Regions from separate parts of the Sus scrofa genome. Here region 2 is linked to region 1. A link is a contact called in public HiChIP or PLAC-seq data. All regions are on one chromosome and are shown on one strand. The core of a region is the stretch at or near the end of the contact, and the rest is flanking DNA. Distances in the headings are between cores, read along the strand shown.

The links. HiChIP or PLAC-seq counts read pairs in DNA pulled down with a chosen protein or histone mark.
Region 2: a contact with region 1 is called in an H3K27ac HiChIP or PLAC-seq map of alveolar macrophages. The contact joins two enhancer-like sites. A contact is called at or near these places in 4 of 47 Hi-C or Micro-C datasets (embryonic fibroblasts, mesenteric adipose tissue, omental adipose tissue and 1 more) and 1 of 2 datasets of contacts at active chromatin or transcription factors (alveolar macrophages).

The regions. Positions count from the first base shown.
Region 1 is chr9:72,639,186-72,645,218 of Sscrofa11.1, forward strand. The region is part of intron 4 of CDK6 (a long non-coding RNA gene); the gene reads right to left. Among named protein-coding and RNA genes, the nearest start is that of CDK6, 120 kb to the right of the region's middle. Within about 2 kb of position 3,181, at least 13 of the 83 cell types and tissues checked have an H3K27ac peak or open chromatin away from gene starts, as enhancers often do. A contact at or near this core is called in alveolar macrophages, where this site is marked.
Region 2 is chr9:72,737,002-72,743,034 of Sscrofa11.1, forward strand. All of the region lies in intron 2 of CDK6 (a long non-coding RNA gene), which reads right to left. Among named protein-coding and RNA genes, the nearest start is that of CDK6, 26 kb to the right of the region's middle. Within about 2 kb of position 3,675, at least 10 of the 83 cell types and tissues checked have an H3K27ac peak or open chromatin away from gene starts, as enhancers often do. A contact at or near this core is called in alveolar macrophages, where this site is marked.

The DNA of each region.
Region 1 (6,033 bases), core at 1,931-4,430:
GGTGACCTCTTGTAGTGGTGTGGTGCAGGGGGGCTGGCTTCCCTGACAGCCCCCATCCCTACCCCAGCCCTAAGAAGATTTCTGAGTCTCAGGGCCTCCTAGAACTCTGTCCTTTTCCTGTATTGCAGTTCTGTTTCTGACTAGGCATTTCTTGGTGTGACACCTGGGGGGAGAGCTGTCTCCCCCTTTTGACTGTGAACTCCATGAGAGCAAAGACCTTGTCCCTTTCTGTTCACCCTGGTTCCTCTGGTTCATCAACAGTGCTCGGCACATGGAAAGTGAGCAGTGTTTGTTGACTGAATGCTGCAACTCCATTTCGTTAATTTTATATCCCCGGATTATTGAAACCTTTCTGAATCCACAAGATTTCTTCTTTTTTCTTTTGGTCATGCCTGAGGTATGCAGAAGTTCCCCGGTTAGGGACTGAACCCGAGCCACAGCAGTGACAAAGCTGAATCCTTAATGGTGAGGCCACCAAGGAACTCCCACAAGGTTTATTGTTGACTAAACACTACCAATACTGGCGCTGGAGTGAGAAATCATCTACTGCCAAAGGCACAAGAAGGGGTGTAAACAATTTAATTTTTTGGTAATACTTGTGGTATTAAATAAATGAGTGATTGTAATAAGGCATTTTGGAAATCTTATCAGTTCCATATAAAAAAAAAATCCTCCAGTGAGTTTTTGTAATTTTTACAGCTGTCAAATAAGTCTTTCTATGTTTATTATTTACTTGCTATCTTTTGGTTTATTTCTATAGAGCAGGAGATGTTTTCAGAACACCTAAGCCTTTCAATGAGAATTACGGTATGAGAAAGAAAGAACTTTGGAGAAGAATGTAATTCACTTTGGAGAATTTTATTAAATCCCTAAAAAGAGAGGAGAACATTCTCACTCTTCCATTATGGTACAAAGTGGATATTTTCTCCAAACTGTATGTCAGGGCAGGCATTTGGCGGAAACATGCTAATTCTTCCCTGTTTCTAACGATTGTATAAAAGCCCTTCAAAAAAACTGAAAACTCCTGTGGAACAGAAGTTGGTTGACTGCAGACCAATCCTGGACTGCATCTGAGCACGTGAAGTTACTGAGGCACTAAAAGGAACGACTTCCTTTTAAGGCATAGACTCTTCCCTATCCATAGGTGGCTTTGTGGTGGCTGTCCCGGCACTTAACTGCATGAGTGCTTGCAATTACATCTGGATATAAAAACGTCAGCCCTGGCACTGCCCTAGATGGCCCTTGAAGTGGTCTCACGTGGTACTGTGAGCTTAGCGGTAGGTGTGTGTGAACTGTTGTGAAGATGCACTTGGGTGATTTTAAGGGAGCGAACACACAGGAACAAATCAAGAGCACGCTTGGTTTTTCTAAGCAATGACACATTTACAAGGGGTTCCAGTGTGCACAACTGTGGCTAAAGAAGTTTTATCCTGAGGTCTACATAAAAAGCAAATTAACCAGGAGGTAAAAAGTTCATGCCTCAGTGTTCCCCACTGTGTCGAAATGTGACATGGGCTGGTTGTTTTTTAATTGCGGTTTTAACAAGACTTAAAGCATGTTTTTAAAAATGGACTGTTGCAGAGTTCACGGGTGGCGCGGCGGGTTAAGGATCTGGGGTTGTCACTGCTGTGGCTTGGACTGATGCTGTGGCTTGGGCTTGATCCCTGGCCTGGGAACTTCTGAATGCTGTGGGTGTGGCCAAAAAAAAAACGGACTGTTGAATATGTGTGGAATCTTTGGATACCCTCTGTAAAACCCAAGGGTTCCAGAGAACATTGTTTGATACCCTCTGAAGTACTGGACCCCATGGTGGGGAGAAGAGGAAGGGGTGGGGTTATTAACGGGAGAGTCAGAATGTAAACATTAGCCACCCCGAGCCAGTGACAATCTATTTGGTGAATTCAGACTTGGCCGGGTTACAAACTGCCTGCCTGAGTCTCAGTTTCCCCACTTTCAAGAAGGCTGATAAGGAGTTTCCAAACCACCAAATCCAATAGCAACAGCATCACCCTGCATGCTGTATGGCTCAGTTTAGAAAAAAAAAAATTAATAAGGATTTTGCAGATGCGCTCCTCGCCTGAGCTGCTGTTCATAGTGCTTTACAGATGATCAGTCATCATCGGGCTGCTGGTAACAGGCCAGGCTCTGCTTCTCAGAATCTCCCATCAGACCTGATGCACAACCTGCATGCTGAGAGGTTGGTCTCTGTTTCCCTTTCATCCTGACAGACAAAAATGACTTGCACTACACACCGCATCTAATATGGAACGTACTTAGAAATGCTGCCTTAAGAATTCCCCTCAATGTAATTTTAGTCATATAGTCATTCTACTGAATACGCATATACAGGCAGACCTCAGAGATTTCATGGTGGGGTTCAGTTCCAGACCATGCAATAAAGCGAATATGGCAATAAAATGAGTCCTGTGAATTTTCTGGTGTCCTGATGCCTATAACAGTTGTGTTTACACTATTCCATAGTCTCTTAGTCTAGAGCCTAGAGTCTGCTATGGTGTGCAATGGCACTGTGTCTAAAAAAAAGTACATGCCTTGATTAAAAAATACTTTATTGTTAAAAAATGCTTTATTACTAAAAAATGTTGCCTTGAGCAGCTCATAATCTTTTTAAAATAGAAAAATCAAAGCTCTCTGATCACAGATCGCCACAACAAATATAATAACAAAAAGGTTTGAAACATTGCCAGAATTACCAAAATGTGAGGCCGTGACACCAAGTGAGCAAACGCTATTGGAAAAACAGCATTTGCTTGACACAGGGTTGGCACAAAAGGTCAATTTGTAAAAAATGCAACATCTGCTAAATGCAACGAAGTGAAGTACAATAAAACGAGGTATGCCTGTATTCTTGAAATTTATTTGCCACAGAGATTATGTAACTGCGCAGGCCATGATTCTTACATATTACTTATGTGCAATGGAAAGACATTCCCTATAACCTGTTCTCTTTGGAAATTCCACAAAAGTAGTATTTCACTACAGGTCACAGAAGTTGATTTCCATGGTTTCAGAGAAACTCTTCTGATAGGAAGAACCCACGCCAGGAACTGAATATAATGAGCCCCATTTCCCTTCGTATCCTCAGTTCCTCCTTGCACGACTAAGGGCCTCACATGCATACTTATGGCCAGCCTAGTTCCGTGCCTCCAAACCGCCTGATGTCTGCAAACTGCCGCCCCTTAGGCTCGGGGTGAACACGCGAGTGGCACAATCTGCTGTGAGCAGGGAGGACTAAGAAGAGCCCACGCAGTTCCCATTTGGTCAGGGAATTTCAACGTCCTGAGTGTGACCAGGTGAGGGTGGGGGTCTCAGGCTCAACAAGACACTTCTGCTTGGTAGCCTGGGCTCGATGCCCCATCAAGGGAGGGGTGGCTGGGGTACAGGTAGCGCAGGCTTCTCAAAAGCACGAGACCCGGGCCACAGGACCGTCCTGCCTGGGTCTAAGGCACTCACTGCAGCCATCTACATCTTGATTCTGTAACCTCTACAGAAATAGGTATAAACAACCCTTCCTCTGCACGGGGACAGAGGCATGCCTGACTGTATGTTGAGCAGCAAGAACCTAATACTTCCGAAAGAAACCTGAAATGCCATGCGGAAGGCACTCAGTTAAGGGCACTAAACCCTCCCTTAGTGGAGGAAAATAAGCCAAGTCATAGGGCCCTGTGTTACACCAACTACAGCCACAGCCAGAGTCCAGACTCAGGATGACTGTCCTCACTTAGTTTCTACACAAACGGCCAGCTCCTTCAAGGAACTTACAGCCTGATAAAACCCCCAACTAACTGCAGACAAGATAGAAAGCAGTATTATGAAAGACATTCATAAAATATTCCTCTGGAAACGATGAAGGAGGAAGGTGAGGGGGTAGTTTCTGCAGGGGGTGCCAGACAGTGACTTTTGAGTCAGGCTTTGAAAGACAGGTAATATGTTAGTATGTCTCATGGCTGTAAAACGTCAGTTTGAATCACTGAACTTGTAATTTCTTTAACATTCCGCAAATTGACTTGATTCTCAGTTCCTGTATGACATAACCTACTAAAAAATGAGTATTTCCAGGAAGTGGAGCACGGCCTTTTTCTCTTCAAGAAATATGAAACATAAATACCAGCTCAGTCTGAAACGACTGTGATTCCAAGTCTTTATATGTCACCATGTATATGTAAACCAATGTATCACCATAGAAAAGGAATTTTCCTTAAAAAGAAAAAAATAAAACAGTGGGAAAAAAAATGTTAATGCAGTACCCAAAAGGGAATCATACTCCTTTTTATTTTTTCACTTTAAGTCACCATAGAAATACAGCGTATGTAGTACAAACTAGATACTGAAAAAAATCAGGTATTTATGACTGCCTTTCCCCTTTTCTGTATGAAATCATTTGTCTACATTTTCCTGTCTGAACATATCAACTTTCGGCAAGAATGGAATGTTAACTGGTGTTGCGCACAAGCTGGGCTATCGTTCCTCAAATTTAATAATAATAATAAAAAAATCAAAACAAACCCAACTGGGTTTCCTGTTTTTATTTATGGTTTTTAGTGCCCAGTTGGGGGGGGGGGGTTTAAAAAAAAAAAAAGTGTCTCAGTTATGGCTCATCGTTCCCTCAATTAATGTACCTAAGGAAATGGTTCCTTCCATCTGCTCCCCTGACGACTGTCTGGATCAAAAAGCCTATTCAAGCTTCTCCGCAGGGCCCTGAAACAACACATGAAACTGCTTCCTAGGGAAGCTGCAGCCCACCTCACCCTTCCCACCGGGGAAACAACAGACTCCGCCTTTTCTGGTATGATTCTATAAGAACACAGCCTCACTGGAACCAGCCCAAATCTGCGAGGAGTCCTCTAAACACCAGTTTGTGCCCTGCTTTCTCGAAAGTCATGGAGCCTCTTGGGCAAAGAGGAAACAAGAACGATTTATCTTTCAACAATCACGACACAGGGTAAGGAATCCTCTGGACAAATTCTCGTGCCCTCGGTAAAGTATATAATGTTGGGAAAGTGGGTGGTCTTACATGTCCAGGTTCCAGTATCTGTATCTCGGGGGTGAGGAAGCAGAATACTTTGGCAAATTGAATGTTTTTCTAAGGCAACTTATCTCAGAGCATTTCTAACTCCTCTCCTGAATTTCTGCCTCTCAGCTGAGGCATTACTGGAATTTGGGGAAACAATTCCCTGTTTCGCAGAATATTAGCCTCCTTGCAGCCATCTCCAACTCCCAAGTTGTTATGATGACCAAAGACACTGTCATACATTTCTCAAGGGTGTTGTTCCCCTCTCCCCCCAGGGCAGTGCTGCCCTTGACTGAGGACCACTTTGTGTTAAACATGTGGAAAATGACAAACTGACCCAAGAAGATTCTTTTACTTAAGGCTTAATGCTTTGTGGGCAATTTCGTAGTCTTCATGGAATCAAAGCCCACATCGACCTCCTGTTCCACAAAAGTAGCACAGCAAAGGGACATCCCTTGGCTTTTAAGAAAGATCTATGCAAGGGAACCCTCCTACACTGTTGGGAGGAAGGTAAATTGGTGCAGCCACTATGGAAAACCATATGGAGGGTCCTCAAAACACTAAAAATAGAGCTGTCATAGGATCCAGCAATTCCACTTCTGGGCCTATAACCAGACAAAACTATAATTCAAAAAGATACTCTCACCCCTATGTTCATAGCAGCACTATTCAAAATAGGCAAGACATGGAAGCAACCCTAATGTCCACAGACAGAAGAATGTATAAAAAAGATGTAGTACACATAAATGAGGTAATATTACCCAGCCATTAAAAAGAATGAATAATGCCATTTGCTGCAACATGGATGGATATAGAAATTATCACATTAAGTCAAGTCAGAAAGAGAAAGACAAATACCATACGATATCACTTTTATGTGGAATCACACAACACAAATCACGATCAACACAATCATATGACACAAATCAACATATCTACGAAACAAAAACAGACTCACAGATAAAGAGAAGAGACTGCCAACGGGAAGCGGCAATGGGAGTCTG
Region 2 (6,033 bases), core at 2,425-4,924, 98 kb after region 1:
TCATTTTCCAGTTTGGGGATGAGGAAACCAAAGGTGCCCTGACACCCTCAGTCTGGACCAAGGTCATTTGATATTATTAGCTGGAGCGCGGCTGCAAAGAGAAACCAGGAAGTGCTGAGTCATCACAAACATAAGTGACACGTCGTCAGCATTTCTGGTGCCAGATTCAGAGGTGAGTGTACTTCCTTTGACCTACTGCTCTTCCTTCCTTTTCTCGCTGGCCTAGGGAATGGAAAGCTGACTGCCATCAGGCTGGGGGGCAGCATGAACCCTAACAAAAATAACACTATTAATAGTCCCAATTCCACATGCATGTCTCTGCATGTGGCTGTTAATGCAAATGGCTGAAAAAAAATTTAATTTTAAAACATGTATGTTATATACATAGCTTTTAATACCTGTCACAATGAAGCAATTATACCTCTAGTTTCTGGTATCAGAATACAGGGTCCTCCTGAAATAATCAGCAAGCTTCTGTTGGCCTGCAGTACATGTGCATTTAATTTCCCAAACAGGCCCGACCCAAACAGTCCTCTGACCCCATGATCTCTGCATTACTAAAATCCTACAGAGCAAACCCTAAGGAGAAATAACACCTGGACTCAAGGTGACCTTGAACAGATCCTTTAGATGCTCTGTGCCTGTTTCTCTATGGGAAAAATGGGAATAACCATCCTCTCTCAGCCTCTGTGACTGTGGTTGTGAGAATAACTATATTAATTGCACTTAAGAAGTAGACAACTGCCAGGCAAAAAGGAATGGCACGTTCCTTATCTATTTAAAAACAGATCAAAACAAAACCAAACCTCGGTGTCAGGCTAGCTTCTATGCATCTTCAGAGAAACGTTCAATAATTTTAGTGCATCTGAATGTCTATCATTCAGGTTAGAATCCACACACAAAGATAAACCTGGGAAGACTAACACTTGTCCATGGACAGTGCTCGGTAGTATTGGACTATATAAAAGTATACTTTTAAAAAGGCAGTCATATATGAGAAATATTACAGTAATATTTTATTGAGGGAAGAGGAAGTTGATGCAACATAAAGAACTGGTATTCCCGTCGTGGCTCAGCAGAAACGAATCTGACTAGTATCCCTGAGGATGCAGGTTCCGTCCCTGGCCTTGCCCAGTGGGTTAAGGATCCAGCATTGCCATGAGCTATGGTGTAGGTCGAAGACAAGGCTTGGATCTGGTGTTGCTGTGGCTGTGGTGTAAGCCAGCAGTTACAGCTCTGATTCAACCCCTAGCCTGGGAACTTCCATATGCTGCAGGTGTGGCCTTTAAAAAGAAAAAGAAAACCCCCCAAAAGACCTGGTATTCATCATTTTCCTGCAGAATCCACATGTCTCCAATACCTTATTCAAATTAGATCAACTTTTCCTCAATCATCAGCATTTAACTTTTTAAAATTCTGTTTAATGTTGTACCTGTAGTATCTAAACAAAAGAAAAACAGCAAGCATTACTTTTTGCAATATTTTATTGCATTGTAGCACATTATTTACTACATAATGTATTATGGAATAAATAAGTACTGTGAACTAACCAGGGGTTTGACTACATTTACAAAGTTATATCCTCCCAAAACCTTGAGCCCCCAAACCTAGATTTAGCAGTGGCCTCTGGGCGGTCATTTTTTTCAGTCCCTTTACCATCTTTATATGCTTTTTTGACACAGATGGGACTGAAAAGATTTACACTCTCCCTACTGTGTGTAAAAATAGCAGGAAGATGCTTCTCGACCCTTGATTCTCAAAAGGAAGAACAAGACTAGGGTGGCTTCCAATGCATTAAGTCTTGAGATTAAATGTGGAAAGGACTGCAGCACCTGAAAGATGACAGAAGATGGAGAAGAATGCCAGGTGACCAAACAGCTCCACCAAGCAGCAAACATTTATTAAACATCCTTAATACAACCACTTGGATTTTTTTTTTTTTTTTTTTTTTTTTAGGAGAGTGGTTTTGTTCATGGAATGGGTAGCTGAACCCAATGAAGTCCTCTTCAAATTCTAATATTGTGTGCATTTCTCACTCTCTTACACAGAATGATTCAGTCCTACTGGGGCTGCCTAGTTTTCTCACAGATAGCAAGCCCCAGGCAGCCATTACAGCAGAGAATAGCTTCAAGACACTGATACCTGGAACATGGCTTGTTCAATAAACAATAATGTGGTGGTATTCCCAAGGCCCTGCATGTAAGCTCAAACTTATCATTTTAAAATTTCACGCTCAAACTTCTAATTTTTTTTTTTTTTTTTTTTGGTCTTTTCTAGGGCCGCACTCGCAGATACGCAAGTTCCTAGGCTAGGGATCTAATCGGAGCTGTAGCCGCTGGCCTTCACCAGAGCCACAGCAAAGAGGGATCCGAGCCGTGTCTGCAACCTACACCACACAGCTCATGGCAATGCCGGATTCTTAACCCACTGAGGGAGACCAGGGATCGAACCCGCAACCTCCTGGTTCCTACTCAGATTCGCTAACCACTGAGCAATGATGGGAACTCCTGAAACTTTTAAATTTTAAGATGCCAGCACAGTACCTTTCCCAAGAATACAACACGTTAAATTACTGCACTGTGGTTCATGAATTTGTTCATGGTTTACCCTACAGGCATTCAAAAGTCCCTGCTCAATCATGTTCAATAACATCTATGAGGTTGATGCCAACCCACAAGCAGCAGAATGTATTTTCAACTGTCATACAAACTGGGTGATCAGATCTTCTATCTCAGAAGCAAAGGACACATGTGTGAGATAATTGCCTAGCACCAGGGCTGCAGGCTCCTGACACTGAGCGATTTTCCTCTAGGCAAGCTGCAGCTGAATTCCCAACCTCGGTCTGCATACCCATGATCTCAAACCTTTTTTTCCCAACCGAGGCCAAGAAAGCAAAGGCGATTCACAATCGTTTATGATTTGGGGTTTTATTTCTACATTAAAATGGGATAATTTTTCAGGCCCTCAAAGTACTTCAAATCATATTAGGGTAGCAATTTACCCCTGCCAGAATCAGTTTACTGGAATTCTTGAGTAAGTAACTGTGAAAAAGAGATGGAGGTGAAAATCATGGGTGTAGAAAATTTGGGAGAGAAAGAGAAGCAATCCTATATAGCACTGGTTGCCCTGGGGGAAAAAAACTGCACTAAAGCTTTCTTCATCTGAGCAGTTGGTTTTGTTCCCTGACTGCTCCCCCACATATCTAAGTGCTCTGAGTACATTCCCAACTCCTACTGCCAAGTTAAAATGAAAACGTTCTCAGTCTAGAAATGATTGAGGTGGTTTTCTTTAATCAAATTAGAGCGGCCAAATGTTCCTTTCAAAGGTAACTGTCTACTCTGCAGCTGTATGCAAACTACCACATCAAATGTGAAGGAAAAAAAAAAATAGCGATAGAATTGTGTCCTTTACAGTACAGTGCTGGCTGCAGGGATGGAGAAACAAAAGCATCAGTACAGCTAAGAATTACATTCACAGTGGGCTTCCAGAAATATGCTGACTTCACAAACTGAACAGTGTACTGAAACTTCCAGTATATAATTAGTTATTTTCAGGAGGAGAGGAACATGGGGGGAAATTCCCCTTAAAAACAGCAAAGCAGCAATAGATACCTTGAGTCATTTACCCTAGTGACCAAAGCCTCAAAGAGAAACATTAAATGACTTCACACATACACAAATCTCATAGACCTTGCTTTTTTCACTTCCTGTCTCCATCAAAAACACACTACAGTGAGTAATCTTGAGTATCCAACAAGCTTCAATTAAGCTTGTAATGATTCATTTACATGCAAAATTTATTCTTTTAAATCATCACGACATGGGAAATTCCTGTGAAGAATTAAATTCATAGTGAGTTTATTTATTTATTTTTTTGGTTTGTTTCTCTGAAGAAAAATCAATTGGTAAACATTCCCAATATGATGTCAAATTAGTTACTGCATGTTATGGGTTTCTATCAGCTGTTGGCTTTGGGGATGGAATATTAACAGTATGAAAATCTAGAATGACAATGAATTAAGACAGCCAGGTGCAACAGGTTATGGAATAAAGAGACTATGTTCTTTCTACATTTGTAGTTCTTCTCCAGATGATTATAATGTCCCCCACATTAAGGAAATGTAGCATAAATAGCCATAATGGCAACCAGTTTTTACAAAAAACTAATGGATATATAAGGTAGTAAGAAAGCAAAAAGATTAAGACCTGCCATAAACAGCTAGGAAAGGGACAAATACATGAAACATCTGTTTTCAGATGTTAGCCTACAGCAAGTACAGGTCTGCCATCCCTGAGAGAAGGGAAACAAATGAGGTGAGCCCTGTACTGCCCCAGGTTTATCCTTGTAGGCAATTTCCAGACTCTCAGGTACAAGGAAGAAATCCCTGTGAGGTCCAGAGTCTAACTGAGCTGATTAGGCAGAGATCAGAACTGAGAAGACAATGAAGCCAAGGAGACTAAAATGCATGAGACAGAATACTGAAGGAAAAAGCTACCCAGCGAAAGAGCTTCAGAAATCTACATGGGATCTACTGAGTTCTTGCCTGAATATCAATCTGCACATGGGGAACGGCATGAGGCCAGGCAAAAAAAAAACTGCTTCTGAGGAAAGAACAATTACCAAGAAGTTGTAAACTGAATGACTCCTAGAGCTCACACAAGACAAGACATCTTTCTAGTTCCCAGCAACCGAAGAGGAGAGACCACAAAAGGGTAATGCCACCTTAGCAGTGAACCTTAACTAGCCTTGAAGTAAAGCCTACACTAGATCCCCTCCTCACTAAAAAAACACTAAAAATAAGCTTTAAAAGGATCAAACTGAACTGCTAGTAATTTTACTGCCCATCAGAACAAAGTCCAACATTTTTAAAAGTATGGAATGAAACCCAGCAGTCAATAATGTAATATTCACAATGTTTGGCATCCAGTAAAAAAAGTATTAGATATGCATATATACAGGAAAATGTAGCACACAACCAGGAGAAAAATCAGTCAATAGAACTAGACCCGACCCAGATATAACACAGATTATGAAACAGCAGACAAAGGCAGTAGAGCAACTATTATAAATAAGCTCAAAGACTTAAAGGAAAACATGAACATAATGAGAGGAAAATGGGAAATAGTTCAAAAAAGAATCAAACGAAATATGTATCAAGATAGACTATATGAACCAAAACAAATCTTAAAAAAGTTAAAAAAAATTAAAAGTCTATAGGTGGTCCTCTGATAATAACAGAATTTAATTACAAAGAAAGGTATTTGAAAAATCCTGTATATGTCTGGAAATTAAAAAACACAAATTTAAACAACCCTTGGGTTGGAGTTCCCTGGTAGCTCAGCAGGTTAAGGATCTAGCATTTTCACTGCTGTGGCTCAGGTCATTGTTGTGGCCCAGGTTCATTCCCTGGCCTGGGAACTTCTGCATGCTGCAGGCGCAGCCAAATAAATAAATAAATTACCCATGAGGAAGAGAAGAAATTACCAAAATACGGACAAAATATTTTGAATGACATTAAAATGGAACCACAGTTTGTCAACAATTGTGGGAAGTAAATAAAACTACATAAATGCCTATTTTTTTCTCAGAAGAAAATTCTACAAACAATACACTAACCTACTATTTTAAGAAGCTAAAAATAAGAACAATTTAAACCCAAAGTAAGCAGAAAAAAGATATAAAACTAAAAGTGAGTATCAGTGGAACAGACAACAGACAAATGATAAAGGAAATTAATGATACCCAAAATTGGTTCACTGTCCGTAAAACTGACAAAAATCTATCTGTATTATCAAGAAAAAAGAGAGAACATACAAATTACTAATAACAAGAATGAAGGAGGCCAATCACTACAGCTTCTAGACATTAAAAAGATATGATACAGTGGAAATTGAAGGAACACTGTAAATCAACTAAACTTTGACAAAATTTTTTAAAAGATAAAAAGTTTATGCCAATAAACCCTCAAACCTAGATGAAATATACAAATTCTTCAAAAACACAAACTGCAAAAGTGATTCAACCTATACGTCC